2 separate regions of the Sus scrofa genome follow, and region 2 is linked to region 1. A link is a contact called in public Hi-C data. All regions are on one chromosome and are shown on one strand. Each heading gives the region's core, a stretch centred on a gene start, on an enhancer-like site or on the middle of the called end of the contact. The rest is flanking DNA. Distances are from core to core; before and after follow the strand shown. Region 1 overlaps SH3PXD2A (SH3 and PX domain-containing protein 2A). Region 2 holds the start of SFR1 (swi5-dependent recombination DNA repair protein 1 homolog).

Region 1 (4,910 bases), core at 169-2,668:
GGCTTTTTTTTTTTTTTTTTTTTTTTGGCAGAGTGGGGCCTGGGGAAGGGCAGGGAATGGAGACAAGGAGGAACCGCCCCACCTGCCCCACAATTTCCCCACTGGTCCTGCAGGAGAAGCCTCGGGGCCAGGGGCCACAATGGCCCACTGCCCATCCCCTGGCTCCCCGGAATCCAGACAGGGGGTGGCCTCCTTGCAGTGATGGCCATTCTCTTTCCCTCTGTTTGTGCAGCTGTGGCTACCCAGGATCCTCTTTGAGCTTGTCAACAGCCCCAGAGGGGAGACAGCAGGTCATTACCATGTGTGACAGAAGCACACTAACGCTGGGGGTGGGGGGAAGGGGCGCATAATTCCCCAGGGGGCTGAGGGTCTGCTCTGTGCCAGGCCAGGCCAGTGATTCTTGACCTGGTCATTCAACAGGATCATGTAGGGAGATTGGCACAAATTCAGACGTGGGGCCCCAACCCCACCTCACCTAACCCAGTGTTTGCATCTCCGATGAGCACCTTGGGGTTCTGAGGTTGGGCCAGTGTTGGCTGAGAACCTCAGGCCCAGCACAGTGTCCACCTCCATCACTATGACCCTGACACGTGAGCAGGAGGGGGGCCAAGAGACCCTCCAGTCCCTGTACCATAATCTCCATCAGGACACCAGCCACCCCTAAGAAACATTAATGCTTCCAGAGAAATCCCCTGGCCAGCCGGTCCTTCAACCAGAGTACAAGCCCGTCCTGCCAAGGACTTCTGGACCCCGTGGTCTCCCTGTTTTGCAGGTGAGGACAGCAAAGGTAGAGAAGCTGGACAACTTGTTCCAGGTCACACAGTGAGTAGGTGAGGCTGGGCCTGGGTGGCCAAGAACCCAGGCCTTGCTCTGGGGCTCAAGACCCATCCCCAAATGCTGCCACCAGTGGGTGCAGGGGAAGGAGGGCAAACCCATGGGTTAATGGATGGAGGCTGAGACCCTGGCAGTGGGATTGCCAAGCTGGGACTGGATGGTGGGATGGCAGGCGTAGGAATCCTTCACACGGCATCTGGACTCCAGCCCGAGCAGGCGCAGCCCTAGTAGGAGGCCTCTAGGTCGGGCACCTTTTAGCAAAGCCGTTTTGTATTTTTAGCCGCTGAATATGGTGAGAAGCAGTTTAGGTATCCAGTGGCTGGGACTCCCCCATCCCTCACATACCAGGGCATGGAGCGGGGGGGGGGGGGGGCATCCACCTCCCACTGCCCTGCAGTAAGTCCTGACCTGGGCAGGACAGCAGGCCTTCTGCTGGAGTCTGGTTCCCCATCAACCCAAGACCCCCTACCCACCTCCCCTCCTTGCTCCAATTCTTGCCCTGAGCTGGGGCTGACAGCCACCCCCACCACTGGTGATTCCACTCCTGGTAGGTCACAGTCTAGCCTGCTTCCCACTTGCTGCTGAATCACTATCACCCAGGGAGTCAGAGGAAGGAGAAAGGGAGGGGAGGCGGGGACTAGCATTTCCCTCTGGCGCTGCCAGAAGCTAATGTAATTGAAAAGGCCTCCCAGGTTGTCCTGACGTGGCTCCATCAGGCCACTTGGCCTTTTCTGCAACTGGTCCAGGGGCGACCAAGACCACAGGTACAGTGACGAACCATCCTGGGCAAACTGGGACATGGGACTTTAAGGACTCATGGGAAGGTCGCAGACAAACCAGGAGAGTTGGTCACCAGATGGTCCATAGGTCAGGCCTGGCTGGGAGAAAAAGGAGCAGGGTTCCTCCACCCAGGACCATATCCATCCCCCACTTAAACAGGGACTCCTGAGTCTTCCCCCCACCCCACCCCCACCACGGGATATAAACAGTTCATGTCTTGGCCGTTCCTCATAGGATGATGCTGTCTGCAGAGGGAGGGTAGGTGCAGGAAGCGGAGACCCCACTTCAACTCTCGACTGCTTGCTTGCCGGGTGGTCAGTTGAGCTACCTCCTTCACCTCTTGAGCCTCTATCTCTCTGTCTGTGGAGTGAGGATAATAACTGTACCAACCCCTGAGCATTTGGGGAAGATGAAACATAGAGTCCTCATAAAGGGGTTCACAGAGTGCCCAGCACAGAAAATGCTGTAGAAATTATTCTTCTTTCATGCCTGGATCTGACCCCACCTCTGTCGCTACGCAAATGACAGGATCTGACCCCACCTCTGTCGCTACGCAAATGGCAAAGACCTGTTTGAACTTGGACCCTGGCAGAACCCCCTAAAACCAAAGGAAGGGCCTTCTTCTTAAGGACCCCACCATGAAGCTGACAGCACAGTGCCACGCAGGGGTGAGCCCAGCCCCCTAGGCAGAGTTTTGGACTTTGACAGACTTGGAAACCAGCGCTGGTCTCTGTCTGGTGCTGTCCACGGGGGGAAAGCTGGTTTGTACACACAGCATCTGAACAGGGCTCATCTGGAAATAATCATATCTTCAGGGTGACATTGACCCACAGGAATTGGCAAGCCCTGGATTTCTTTATTGGGATGCGTTTGACCTCCCAGGAGCAGCAAATGCTCAGAGCCCTGAACCAAGAGATGTGAAGGGCTCTGAGTTTTTGTGCTAACAGCACCCAGAAGGATCAGCTTTCCTTCCCCCCCACCGCCTTTCATTTCTCTTGGTGAGACATGCTGTGCTCCTTCCCCGGACATTCCAGCGAAGGGGCCGGAGTTGGAGACAGAAAAGAGGGAGAGGCTGGAGGGAGGGGGCGGCTAAGGCATTTCACAGTCCCTGCGTCTCGGCCACCTGCTTTTGCTTCCCCGCCCTCTGCCCTTTCTTCAACATTCCCGACAGGCATCTGCCCTTCAGTGCTCTGAAGGAGGCAGAGGTGGTGTTAATCCACTTTATGGATGAGGAGACTGAGGGGTCCTGAGGGCTTCAGTGGCTTGCCCGGCCTGGGGAAGCTCCACTGGCATTCCTGACCCAGAGGGTGCCCCGTGCCGAGGTCCACCAGGGAGAGGAGGCACAAACAGCAGAGCAGGCTCTCTCGCTGGGGAAAAGAGGTGGCCATGCTGCTGGTCAAGGTTCCCGGAGTGAGAGGCAAAGCCAGGAAGAGCCCCTGAGGCCAGGGAGAGGCTGGGAAAGGAAGCACAGGCTGGAGCCAGCTCTGTGGAAGGGCGCCGAGTCCTTGGCAGGTGGAATTCTAGTGCTCCAGAGCCATGCCCTCCGCTGCCTGCCACCCCCGTCCCTCACTCCCATCAGCAAGTGCCCTGGCAGAGAAGGACACGCACACAGTGCCAGCCTGATGTTCTCACCCTCCTGTCTGCTGGCTGACATTGGCCGCTCGGCCCAGGATGCCTGTCTGCAGAGCCTGCGGCTGCTGGGAACTACTCAAGAAGCCGGCTGGGTTGCCAGAGGGCTGTGGGTGACCTTGAGAGTTAAGTGGTCTTGAGGACGTGGGTGGTACCTAGAATATGGGGGCTGGGGGCACCGGTATGCGACCTTGGCTGGGGGAGTGATGTGGAGCCCTGGAGGTATATCTCCTGCTGCTGATGGTTTTGACTGCTGTTGTTAACCAAGCAGCACTTTTTCAGCTCCTGCGGGAGGCTGCCTCATGAAGGCCTGTGCTGACATGGAAGAAATACGTGACATGCATCTGGCCTGCAAGTTTGGGGTGAAATTAGGGGAACAAAACGACACAGCACAGTGAGAAGGCTAACATTCTGAGCCAATCCATGCCGAGAGTCACAGCAGAGGTTATCCTCCAGGTGCAGAGAAAAGAGAGCTCTCAGGGCTGCAGGACATCCAAGCCGGCTTCCTGGAGGAGGAGGCCCTGAGCTGAACCTGGAGGGATCAGGGGAGTTTGGATCCATGGAGAGGGTAGAGAGGGGAAAGTTCGAGGAGTAAGAGGAAGAGTTGAACCACTTGGGGGGGGGGTGGTGAGTAGTAGGGGGACAGGCAGGGAAACACCAGGCTGGGGGTGGGGGCTTTGATGTCCATCTATGAAATCTAAGAGGTTTCAGAATTGGGGACTGATGGGGTCAGATGGCTGGAGAAAGGTTTTTTGTTAAGAGGTGAGCTGGACAGCTGGGGGAGAGGTGGCGCTGGAGAGAGGCTGTGACAATTCTGGGACTGAAGGTCAACAGACAGTTTCTGCGCCCGGCTCTGCCCCTCAGCCCTTCAGCGGCCAGGGGACATGGGCAAGTACTTTTCTTTTTTTTTTTTTGTCTTTTTTTTGCTATTTCTTCGGCCGCTCCCGCGGCATATGGAGGTTCCCAGGCTAGGGGTCGAATCGGAGCTGTAGCCACCGGCCTAGGCCAGAGCCACAGCAACGCTGGATCCGAGCTACATCTGCAACCTACACCACAGCTCATGGCAACGCCGGATTGTTAACCCACTGAGCAAGGGCAGGGAGCGAACCTGCATCCTTATGGATCCTAGTCAGATTCGTTTCCGCTGCGCTGCGATGGGAACTCCCTAACAAGCATTTTGGAAAGGTAGAAGAAACAAAGCCACCAGGTCACCGTGGTAAAGTTAAATACTGTTTTGTGAAACATGGGTTTCAGATGTCTGTCTCCTTATCGACTTGCCTGTCTATCTGTATTGGGTTGTGATGGGAAATTTCTTACTATGGCAGAAAAAGGTTTAGAAACACCAGCAAATTCTTGAGACCTCAGTTTCCCCCGAGCGTTCCCTCTGAGGGTCCTCACAGGCTGTTAACACTCGGTGAGACCGAGCCTGCTGGCCCAGGATCCAAGCAAGGAGGCTCTGAGGGAAGGGGTGCAGGTCAGCTGAGGGCTGGAGAACGGTGGGCGGTTTCCATCCCGCCGAACCCCTCTCTGGGTTTTTGTTCTGGCTTTAGAGAGTCTTTGCACGGCATGGTCGTGAGGGGCAGCGACCTCCAGGGAAGTCGGACGGAGGGGGCGCGGATCTGTTCTTTGCCCCCATCTGTGCTCTGATCTAAATTGTGGCACTGAGG
Region 2 (5,328 bases), core at 375-2,874, 460 kb after region 1:
GAAATAAATGTACAGACTGAGACCTGTGGCTTGCTGAGGTGAATAACACCTATGTCACAAAATCATGAGTTCTCTCATTTTGTAAATTCCTTGAGATTAATTTATGTAATTTTGATACTATTAGAAGGATTGGAATGCATTATTAATTATACATGGAAGCTTCAAGTTTTCTATTTGTGGCTTCAACTGTGAGAGATCCTATAGACCAGAGCATCTTTTAAATAATACGTGGCCCTTTTTGGGTAAATAAGTGAATGTGAAAGAATTTTATGATGCATTCCTTTAACTCAATTAGGGAATGGTGAACGTAGTCACATATGTAGCATAACAACTAATGAGTGTTTCCTACTGCTGTTCACCCTGTCATGAGTTCTCACTTAATTCTCCAGTATCTAGGTTGATACTATTATCCCCACTTTATGGATGAAAAAACTGAGGCACAGAGACACTACATTACAAAGAACACAAAATAATGGTGTTGAGATTTGAACCTAGGCAACTGGACTCCAACATTTACATCCCTAACACTGCATTATATCGTCTTCAGGATCTGTATTTATATTCCACTGTTCAGGACACCTTAAATTCCTACCGGGTACTGGCTACTTCTAAACCATTATTATTTTAGTGAAACACAGTATCAACGTTTAAATTGGCCATTCGCTAGGATTCAAAACATTGGATCCTTAAAATTTCCAACTTCCACGTGACTCAGAAATTACTCAACTGTCTTCTCCTAAACCTAGTGCTCCACCCAATTTAATTAACTTTGTTGTTGCGCAGCATCAGAACGGCAGCACACAGGAAAGGATTATTTTAGATTAAGGATACTGCTGCCCAGCATTCAGCGAGGGCAAACTTCTGGACCAATACAATCTTATTCAGCGATTGCTGGGCTTCCTGTGTTGCACCACGACAAATTTTCCTTGGACTACATTTTTTTTTTTTTTCCTCTCTCTCAGATTTGACTTAACAATTTGAAGCCAAGCTAAAGAATCTAAATGTTGTGGTAGATTCAGCAGAGAACTCATGGACGTGCCGCCGAGTTTGCGGCAGCAAAGGCTAAAAATTAGCTCAACTGCATCCGCTCTCAGATTTCTAACCTGTTTGACTCTCAAAAGGCCATTTAAGCCAGCGCTGCTCTTTTGTGGTCTCGCCTTCGGAGTTTACAAGCTGTAAATTTAACACAGCCGGCCCCACGTCTCTGGGTCCCGTGCAGCGTGAAGAAAGGCCTTTGCTGTGGAGAGCGCGGAGACGAGACAGACGCCGGCCAGATGAGGGCAAGCATTCTTAGGCGTCCTTCTCAAACACACAAAACCCAGGAAGCAGGAAAGGAAGGCAGTGCAAGGAAACAGTAGGGAGGAGAAGCCGCGCAGAGAAACCGCCCCCTTCTCGAGAACAGTCTGCCATTTAAAAGCTCAGCCCGGCGCGCGCCTGACGCCCGCGGAGGCTCACGGCCGCGCGCGCGCACAGTCCCGAGCCTCCCGGGCGCTGGGCGGAGCAGAGCCGCGCGCGTCGGTCAACTCAGCCAATCATGTATCTCTGCCCCCCCCCGCCCCCGCTTGGCCCCGCCTCGCCCCGCCACCAAGCGAGGCTCGGGGCCGCGCGCGCGCAGTCGCGACACTCCGGAACGCGAGGCAAAGCCAAATTGCGCGCGTCGGTCGGCCTGGCCAATCGCGCGTCTCTTTGGCCTCCCGCGTGGTCCCGCCTCCGAGACGCTTTGGCCAGGGCTGCGGCCGCGCCCGCTTGCCTCGCAGCGTGGGGATGGCGGCGGGAGGTAGGGTCCAGGGCGCCGAGTGGGTCTCTGTTTAGGAGTTGACTGGGGAATGGAGCTGCGCTCCCTCTGCGCGGCGTGGGAACCTCTCAGCTCCACCTCAGGCCTGGGGGCTCGAGGCTCGAGTTGGTTTTCTGCATTGGCGGGCGGGGAGGGAGTTCGCCTCCCTCTGGTAGTTTGCTTGGTGAAGTTGATGGCGTTTGTTTAAGAAACAAACTTCTGTAGACTCTCCCTTTCAGTATCTCTTCGCCATTAATGGAAAACAATGCAGACAGGAGTGAATTAGTCTGTGCTTATGCTCCTTGTTCCTCAGGCCTGGAGCGTCGGTCATTGGTTCTAGTCACACAACTTTGATGATTAGGGTAGTGTGACTGGTCTGATTATGTGTTTTTGAGTCAAGACTTAATTTATGCTCCCTTTCATTGTGAAGCTGGCGTAATGAAATTGGCGAAATTAAAGAATTCCTGACTGTACAAAGTTGTTATTCTCCCTACCCTCCACGTGGCAGATTTTGAGGACTTCATCAATAAGAACAAGTGGAGAGTTGTTTCTATAAGAAGCTAGCGGGTTAACTTGTCTGAAAAAACTAGTAGTCACCATATGGACCAACACTATCTGGTTTAGGAAGGTAAATGGAAAACTGCAGAAGGATCAAGAATGAATCACAACTAAATGAAAAGGGAAGTTGTGGGCTTACTTGTGGATGTTACACACAACAGTAAAAAAAAATTACTTGATAAAAATTGAGGAATGTAGAGGTATGGGTTCATTTGATTTCCATTATTGCTTTTTTAGAAGTAAACCAAGATTTCAAGATGGGAAGTCCAGACTCAGCTGTGATTTTACCTAGCACTCCACAAGCCGGTGCCAATCCACCATCTCCCCCTACAAGTAGTACAAGAAAACAAGTATGAAAATCTAATATTTTCTAATTTTATATTTCTAAGTATTGTGTCACGGGTGGTTTTAAGTCTATTGAAGATTGTTAACAATGTGTAGACTAATAAGTAAAAATTTTCTTAGCAAAAATTTTTAAGTCATTCCCCTAAGGTAATGTATTGGACACCCTCCTCCCTGCTCCCGCCCAAGTTTTCATCATGAATCAATAATTTTCATTTAGTTTCAGTTCAGGTTATTACAATATTCTAAACAGGAAGTTTGAATCTGTGAGGTCATAAAGGTCTTTGGTAGAAAAATCTAGGTCTTTTCCTTAATTTGTAAGTCTGAAGCACCTAGAATAGTGTCATGCGTGGGCTAGTTACTGAATAAATGTTTGTGATTACTGGGATAAGTGTCTCCACACTGTTTTAGAAGGGGGCTGACTTTGCTAAAATAAAAAAATAAAATTTAGTCGAGCTTCCAGAAATTGGACATTGCGTGATGGTTACTTTAGATATATGGAGACAGAAAGCCATCTAGTGGTTCTGCTATAGAAATGTAAAGTCTTGATTTTTAGTGGATTTATTTATGTCAAGAATTTTTTCTTGGAGTTCCCTTCTGGCACAGCAGGTTAAAGATCCAGTGTTGTCACTACAGCAGCTCAGGTTGCTGCTGTGGCACAGGCTCGATCCCTGGCATGGGAACTTATACAGGTGGTGGGTGCAGCCTTTAAAAAAAAAAACGGAGGTTTTTCTTGATTAATAGTATCAATGTTTGATGTCTTTTTCAGCCTATGAGTGCAACCCTTAGAGAAAGGTTAAGGAAAACTAGATCTTCATTTAATTCCTGTTATAGTGTGGTAAAACGACTTAAAGTTGAGAGTGAAGAAAATGATCAGACTTTTTCAGAGAAACCAGCATCTTCAGCAGAAGAAAAAAACTGTTTGGAATTTCAAGAAAATTTTAAACACATAGACAGTGAATTTGAAGAAAGTCCATATTCGAAAAATACCTTCAAGAATATCAGTGCATGTGAATCTAATTCATTTGATACTGAATCATGCAGAGATCTCCAAGATGATTTTATGAACGAGAATCTTCCTAAACAAGGATTAAACAAAGAAAAAGCAAAATTGGTGAAGCAGATTCAGGAGAAAGAAGACCTTCTTCGAAGGCTAAAACTAGTCAAAATGTATAGATCAAAGGTGAGAATTTCAGAACCATTGCCTAATTATTTTTTGATTTTTTGATAAATGGTAGGAAAGCACTTCATAAAGTTTATTTTAGCGTAATAAGCTAAGAAACCTGGCTTCCAACAACTTTAACTCAAATATAAGTCATAGATTTAGAGTAGAAGAGGCCTCTAAACAGCAGGTACAACTTTTGGAAAGTTCCAGCCCTCATTTAGTATGCAGTGGAAGCTTTTCTCTCTAGTTTCCAGCTCACAACAGTATTAGAGGTTTCAGATGTTAGCTGCAGGTTGCAATGAGAACAGAAGTGACAGCTGACAGGGAATGAGTTAAAAATCTAAAAATGGGCCACAGAGTATAATAAAAAGTATTCTTAGTAGTGATCTTGCATTATTCCAAATTATTAAAATGTTCCAAGTATTCAAGAAAATAACAAATATATATTAGATTTTAGATTTCAACTCAGATAGCTGAAGTAAACAGAACTTGAGCACTTGGAAGAAGATGACCCTTATTTACCTGGATCATTCATGTATATTGAAATTGTTCCTTCTTCCTCAACAATGTAGAATAGGTGATGGAATACTATATCTTATATGCTGTCTTGAATTTTGAGGATTTTTAAAAAATATATAACTGCTTGAATTTTATGAGGTAGTGATGTTGAAAAATTAATTTGAGTATTATTTTTAAAAGTGCAGCTGTAATAGAAAACGTAGGTTTTTTTAAACCCATATTTCTACATAATTTTGCCCTACTTAATGATTTCATTTTTCTCGAGGGTGAGGACGGCCCAGAGCTTAAACCCAACAAAAAAGCCATAGAACTCAACTTGAGTGACAGTGTAACCATTTTACTTAAAATCATATTATTTTCCTGGGTAGAAGTCCCATTCATATCCAAGTGTGTTACCCTTTAAACCTATTACTCATTGACTGATTTAACAATTTCCATTAAGTAAGTTAAAATAGGATGGCTTTCAAGTTATTGACATACATTTTTTTTTTCCTGTTTCAGAATGACCTGTCTCAGTTACAGTTGTTAATAAAGAAGTGGAGAAGCTGTAGCCAGCTGTTGCTTTATGAGTTGCAGTCAGCTATGTCAGAAGAGAACAAGAAACTAAGCCTTACTCAGCTGATAGACCACTATGGGTTAGATGATAAACTGCTACACTATAGCAGAAATGAAGAAGAATTTATAGATGTTTAATTCATAATTTTTTCTCCAGAATATCTTTGTGAACCTAACTAAAAAATACTTATACATTTTAAAGGGAAGATATAAACCATTAGGGCCTAGAGAAAGGTATCCTGTGAGCCTGGATCAATTTAGGGCCTCTGTTATATAAATATAAACTAGGTTCTAAAATGAAAATTTAGTATTTTGAATAAATTTGCCAAAGAAAACTTGACAGTTAAGGAAATGTGAAAAAAAATTAAATCATAAAATTTGGAGAATTGTGGAAGTGAGTTTTAATACATTGTTT

The links. A called contact is a pair of places that touch in the nucleus more often than the background predicts.
Region 2: a contact with region 1 is called in a Hi-C map of embryonic fibroblasts, with 2.3 times the contacts expected there. The contact joins the promoter of SFR1 here to the enhancer-like site in region 1. A contact is called at or near these places in 1 of 5 promoter capture datasets (fetal liver), 1 of 47 Hi-C or Micro-C datasets (embryonic fibroblasts) and 2 of 2 datasets of contacts at active chromatin or transcription factors (alveolar macrophages and skeletal muscle).

Annotation. Positions count from the first base shown.
Region 1 is chr14:114,605,178-114,610,087 of Sscrofa11.1, forward strand. All of the region lies in intron 5 of SH3PXD2A (SH3 and PX domain-containing protein 2A), which reads right to left. Among named protein-coding and RNA genes, the nearest start is that of SH3PXD2A, 170 kb to the right of the region's middle. Within about 2 kb of position 1,419, at least 6 of the 83 cell types and tissues checked have an H3K27ac peak or open chromatin away from gene starts, as enhancers often do. A contact at or near this core is called in embryonic fibroblasts, where this site is marked.
Region 2 is chr14:115,063,331-115,068,658 of Sscrofa11.1, forward strand. SFR1 (swi5-dependent recombination DNA repair protein 1 homolog) reads left to right here and starts at 1,625. Exons shown (of 4, transcript XM_001927227.5): 1 at 1,625-1,777; 2 at 2,570-2,682; 3 at 3,444-3,857; 4 at 4,860-5,328. The coding sequence starts at 1,765. The coding sequence ends at 5,051.